Linked DNA regions of Mus musculus: region 1 is linked to region 2. The links are chromatin contacts, called in public promoter capture Hi-C maps. All regions are on one chromosome and are shown on one strand. Each heading gives the region's core, a stretch centred on a gene start, on an enhancer-like site or on the middle of the called end of the contact. The rest is flanking DNA. Distances are from core to core; before and after follow the strand shown. Region 1 holds the start of Bmp4 (bone morphogenetic protein 4). Region 2 holds the start of Gnpnat1 (glucosamine-phosphate N-acetyltransferase 1).

Evidence for each region. Promoter capture Hi-C pulls out the DNA fragments that hold promoters and counts their contacts.
Region 1: a contact with region 2 is called in a promoter capture Hi-C map of embryonic stem cells, with 3 times the contacts expected there. The contact joins the promoter of Bmp4 here to the promoter of Gnpnat1 in region 2. A contact is called at or near these places in 1 of 39 promoter capture datasets (embryonic stem cells) and 1 of 484 Hi-C or Micro-C datasets (embryonic stem cells).

What each region holds. Positions count from the first base shown.
Region 1 is chr14:46,388,981-46,391,994 of GRCm38.p6, forward strand. It overlaps Bmp4 (bone morphogenetic protein 4), which reads right to left and starts at 1,689. Exons shown (of 4, transcript NM_007554.3): 1 at 1,324-1,689. It overlaps Gm15222 (predicted gene 15222), which reads left to right. Exons shown (of 1, transcript NR_166856.1): 1 at 1-302. RefSeq lists promoters at 1-1,321, 1,372-3,014, 1,372-2,778.
Region 2 is chr14:45,387,326-45,390,523 of GRCm38.p6, forward strand. It overlaps Gnpnat1 (glucosamine-phosphate N-acetyltransferase 1), which reads right to left and starts at 1,471. Exons shown (of 6, transcript NM_019425.2): 1 at 1,423-1,471.

The DNA.
Region 1 (3,014 bases), core at 439-2,938, 1.0 Mb after region 2:
TAACTGGGAAAGCGCTGGAAAGGGCAAAGGGCTTATTGTTGATTTGTTTATTTGCTTTTAAGGGGGAAAGAGATGGCGATATGCTAGCGACTGGCGCACGCGGAGCGAGGGCACCGTGGAACCGCCGACGCTCAGGATCCCCGGACAATCCTGTGCCTTTGGCGGTGTGTGGAGCGCTCTCGACGTTAAAGCCCAGTAAATAGACGAAGGACTTGTTTCAATTTCAACTTCACAAGGATCCCTTTCTAATCACTCCTTTCTTCCCTGATTTTTTTTAATTAAAAAATACAGATCAAAGTAAATTTTCATCTCCTGGTATTTTTTTTTTTCTTAATGGGGTTGATACAGCTCCTGGAGGCAGTTACCCTTCACTTTCTCCCCAGAATCTTCTTCTAAAACCAAAATTTAATAGTAGCCTCGGTTTGCCAAATATGACCCTGCTAGTGATTCAACATCTCACAAAACCTTCAGTTCATAAACCAGGATACTAAAAAAACTATCAACCAAAGCCGTGGCGGGAAACCTTCTGAGTCCCCGGGGCCCAACTCCACTGCGTGTAAGGACCCCGCAATTCCCGAACCCTTTGGAGTATCGCAAGCTCCTCATTAGCCCTGCTGGCATGTCCGCACAGACACAGCATGGCAGAAGACCCGCACAGGTAGCCTTTCGGCATCCTGGCCACGGTCCGTCGAACCTTACACCCCTTCCCAGGGAGGGGAGAGTACCAGAAGGCAGAATGCATGGGTGCCCATGTCTAAGAAAATAGCTCCTGGAGATGGGAGCGAGTTCTGTACCTACAGTTCGCTAGCTCTCAGGGGCTGGGAGGGGGTGCGTTGGGGACAAGATTAGGTGACACCCCGCTCAAGGAAGCCTCTCTATCCCGGGTCGCGCTTTAGAGCAAAGCAGGACTACAGCCTCTTTTGCAAAGCTAGCTCTGGCTAGGTTCTCTCTCCTAATGAAGCAGTCCTCAGTCCCCCACTGGTGTTGAAACTTAGAGTTGACTCCCTCCTCTCCCACTCTTATAGTCTAAGTGGAAGCAAACCCACCAAACCCCACAGTTCTTCCCAATGACCTCTCTTCCAAGGCCTTCTCTCCTTCCCGCCTCTCCTGGCCCGCACCTCCCTAAAGTAGGTTGGATAGACGCAGTAACATATATGGAGGTGCCTTTTAGCCTCCATCATCCCACCTCCAACACTGTTGGAGAAGGAAGGAGGAATAGGCCAACTTTTGCCTCGGTTACAGCCTGAGCCCCATCCCCAGCTTCTACTACGGGTGCACCTCGAATCCTCAGAATAGCGCCCCTCTCCAGGTTGCCCTGCTCACCATTGGTTCCTGCAGAAGCGGGCTCGCCAGCAGCTGCTTCTGGGGACCTCTAGAAAGCTGCAATGAACCTGGTCGAGGGCCAGAGACTGGATCGCTGCAGGCTCCAAGACGGTTTAGACGAGAATCCCATCAGGGACGGAGACCAGATACTCAGGCTGGGTTGCAGCGCAGCGGCGTCTTAGGCTGGGGTCTCTCAGCTCGGATGCCGAACTCACCTAGCTTCCGGGCCAGGCCTCGCGCTCTTGCCTTCCCACCCTCCAGCACCACCCTCTCACATCTACTCCTTCCTTCTCTTTTCCCTCCCTCTCTTTCTTCCCTTCCTCCCCAGTCTTTCCCCCCAGCGGCCCCTCCCTTCTTCCCTCCTCCCTTAATCGCCTCCCCTTCTGGGGATGGGAGCCCCGCCCACATCCTCCCATCCAGCCACGGGGCCTCGCCTCGCCTGGCAAGGCCCGGGTCCGGAAGATTGCACAGCTCCCCAGCCCTCAGTTGCCACCTTGGCTGGGACCGATGCCTCCAGCTCGGGAAGCAGCCGGGGCTCACCTGGGGACCACGTGCAAGAGGTACTAGAAAGCATGCACCAACTAGTCTCTGTACCTTCCAAAAATACCCATGGGAGTCTGGGCTTCCCTGAGTTTAGAATAACTGCTGCCCAAACTGATGATTAAAACACTGAGTAATCACCATTTACCCCGAGTAATTAGAGATAATGAAACACCTCTAAAATCAGGTTATGGAGAAGGGAGCTGTTGGATTGGTTTAAAGGGTGGCCTTCCGTAAACTGTTAAAGGATTCCCAAACGTTGAAACAGGCTGTGAGCAGGGCTGTGTGCCCGAAGGAGATACCTCTTCAACTATTAGGAGGTGACTTTCCCCCCAAAAAAGTTTTTGTGAGATGTTTCTTGTGGACATTTGAGAATTGCACCAACCCCCCTTAAACTGGGTGCCCTCCATCGATCCCCCAGGTCTAACATTTCAAGTGCACAGAGGTAGTTTGCAGGCACTTGGCAGGCAAACAGGCCTAGGCCTTGTAAGACAATTAGAAAATCCTATTTATATCTCTGAAGCCTTCTTAACTGCCAGATGGTTATTTTGTTTGTTTGTTTGTTTGTTTGGGACCTTCCAGGAAGGTAACACAGTGCCTTTTAGGCCATGTAGAGAAAAAAACAAAGTGCCCTTTGGCCCCTTTTTAAAAGAAGGGAGATGAGGAATTGAGTCTTTCATAACAACAGTAAGAACAAGAGTTGGTAATCATGCTAGCTGGGAGGTGGAATGTGGCCGGCTTTTAAACCTTCCCAAACAGGAGCTAATTTCACACCCTGCCTCTGATGGAGCTGGGAAGGAACTATCAGCTTCATCTTTGTTTTTACAAACGAGGATGGGGAAGGTGAGCCAGGCTAAGAGTATTTGCCCAGAGCGCTGAAGGAAATCACAGCCTCTGCTAAAGGGAAAGCTGCAGGGAAGGGGTGAGGCCAGCAGCCCAGAGCTTCAGGTAGCTCTCAAAGGGCTGGAAGATAGCAATTTCCGGTTCTTGGTTTCTGGGGTGGGTGTTATACTCCCTTGTCACCACAAAGCAGTCTTGACCTAGGGCCGCTCATCTGACCTTTGTACTTACACACCTTCAGAATTTAAAAAAAAAAAAACAGGAACGAGTTCCTGTATTCTACTGGCCAGAGACAAAGGGTGAGAAGGAAT
Region 2 (3,198 bases), core at 221-2,720:
TGGGACTCAAGGACAGCAGGCTACCCAGTCACACCTATCTCAAACACACACACACTTTAAAACTAATTATTGGAGTTGATTAAACATGGAGATTTTTTTAAAAAGCTGGTTCTAAGGTACCCCTCTCTACTACTCCCCCCCCCACCCAAGTTCAAGGCTAGCCCCTGCTACACAGGCTGTTTTATCAAAACAAAACTACAAGAAGCCTTCATTCTGTAGCACTTAAAGGTCACCACCTAACTTCCTCTCTAAGTTTGGTTGTAAACTCTAACTAAAAGCCCCTCCCCCTCTACCCAGTAGGGTTTAACTTCTAAATTAGCATTTGTTTACAATGCTTGAGTATTGCCTAAGCCCTAGTCCAGTGAACCTCTAGTCAATGAATAATGAATGACGTAAGGTATTATCTAGAAATCACATTTCAGAAAGTCATGTAGAAAAAAAGATTGCCACATGGCCACAAGTGAGAAGACAAAAGACATACACCCAACTTCAAGTTTGGTTTCCCAGCCTCTGAATGAGTCTGGATATAGATGGGGAGCGGCTGCTTCCTGAAAAACAGCGGAGCAACAAGTAGGAAGATTGAAGACCAGGATTCACACATTTCTAAACATGATCTGCAGCCAAATCAAACTCGCTGTGATAGGTTACAGGTAGACAGACAGATAAGTAGACAGCTCCGAGTATCTTCATGAAAGGTAGTATTTCATGAAGCAAGAAGTCTTTCCCGTTAGTGTACTTAATCTACACGATCTGATTAGCCCCAAGTCTAGTTGCACAGTTGGGAGCACCGAGTTTCCAAGACTAGCCCTAAGGTTAGTTAACACTCATCAACAAATGAGTGGCCTGGAATGAGGATCCTCTCATTTTCCCATAGAGCATTACTGCAGGAAAGTCAACAGATGACAATCTTTGCATCATGGAATCTGTTTGAATCATACAATTCCTACCTTAATGAATCCATTTCCTGAGACCTACTCTTGGATTAATTAATCCCAAACAAACCCCCATTTATTTTTTTACAGGAACAAATTTTATGCTTGCCTTACATAAACATTAGCTCTAACACATAATAGAAACCACACAGTTGGTGTTTCTAGAGGTTCAAGTTCTAGGTTCCCCCACCCCAGGTTTCATACAGTCTGCGCAGCTGGGGCTCTTCAGAGCCGGTGCTTGTCTTCAGCGGCTCTGACCGCTACACCCGTAAAAGGGAACCGAGGGTTCGCGCCCTTTCATAGGGACGGCGGCAGAAAAGGTGAGGACCGTCCCCCATTCCCACGCCACGGACACTCCTAGGCCCTCCAAGACCCTGCCCGGCCAGACTGCCGGGCATCAAGCTTTGCCGCCCGGCTCCCGGGCAGGGCGTCTCAGCCTCTGCGGTCCCAAGCCCGCCAGCCCTCGCGTCCCAGCCCCAGGCCGCCTCACCGCACTGGAGCGGACCACGCTCCAGTCCCGGCGCGTCAGTCTCCCTGCGGGTCAAAGCGCCGCCGCATCCGGATCCGGCTGCAGCTCCAGCCCCGCCCCCCGTGCGCCCCCACGCGCCGCAGCCGGAACCGCCAGGCCAAACGTGGCCGGACCAACGCCTCTGCCCTGCCCCGCCCTCACGCACCGCTGCGCACGCGGAGGCACGGCCACGCACACCACTCCTGGGCTCCGGAGGCGAGGCGGGGCGGGGCGGGGCGGGGCGTGGGGCAAAGACCAGGGGCAAAGCTTGCGTCATCAGTTTACCTTCCAGACTTGCCTTTCGCTCACTGCACGAGAGTACCACCGTCGCTCTCACACCTTATCTGAAAATAAAGCCATAGGAGTATAAGCAGCCTACCGCGATGACCGGTGTGGGTTCCTTTCATTCTCCGAGCCCTAAGGCTCCTACCCTGTCAGTCCCATCGTCCCCCTCCCTCACTTGCATGCAGTCCATTAACAGGACTGGTGATTACATCTCCTGATTGTCAAATGTCTGAGACAAGGCTGGGCTTCTGTCTTCTAGAAACTGAGCTGGAACCACTCACCCTTGAGCTCTCTTGAGCTTTCCACTGCAGCCCTTTGCTTCCTATGACACCCGGAACATTTCAGCTTACTCTGGGCAAGAAGTGGCTACGTTCTCCAGGCAGTGAAGAGTGGGGTAGAGGCCAGGGCCCTGAAAGCATCTTACAGTATACAGCAAATACTGTGCTTGTTCTGTAATCTCAGTCCTGGGAAGGTTCCTACCTCCAGTGTCTCTCTCTTAAGTGTCATTTAGTGTCATCTGACAAGTGAGGAAGCAGAGATTTGGAGATATACATACATACATACATACATTCACACACACACACACACAGCGAGTGTGTGTGTGTGTGTGTGTGTGTGTGTGTGTAGTACTTGGTGCATGCCTTTAATTCCAGCACTAGAGACCAGAGGCTTTGTGCATCTCTGTGAGTTCAAGACAGTTCTACACAATTAGATCAAATACAGCCCCGAATATGTAGAGAAATGCTGTCACTAGATAGATAGATAGATAGATAGATAGATAGATAGATAGATAGATAGGGGAGGAGGAAGAAATGTCTTGAATATACCAAGACGTATACCACTTCCATCTCTGAACTCATTAAAATATTTGTTTTTTTTAAAGATTTATTTATTATATGTAAGTACACTGTAGCTGTCCTCAGACACACCAGAAGAGGGAGTCAGTTCTTGTTACAGATGGTTGTGAGCCACCATGTGGTTGCTGGGATTTGAACTCTGGACCTTTGGAAGAGCAGTCGGGTGCTCTTACCCACTGAGCCATCCCGCCAGCCAAAATATTTGTTTTTTAATGTCTTACTACATTATTTTGCTTATTTTAAAACTTGCAGCATCAGAGAAATACAGAATAAAAAGTCATGTGTCCCCATGGCTTCGCCTGTAGAATTAACATTATGTTAACAGCTTGGTAGAAATGTCTTCGGATTATGTGAATTTCCTTTGCTGTGCTTCCATTTTACTTGTGGCTTTGAACATTTGTGACACAGCTTCCTAATCTTTGGTGGTATCTGGTACCTAATCTGACACTGTGACGGTCTAATAAAGCAATACAAATAAAACATTCAACATGTATCCTGGCCTGTAATATGTGCTTAAGATGCTAGTTTGTGTACATGTATGTGTGTGTAGAAGGAATAAACTACAGTATGGTGAAATGAGGAACATCTACCCAAATTCCAGTGCAACAAAACCTGT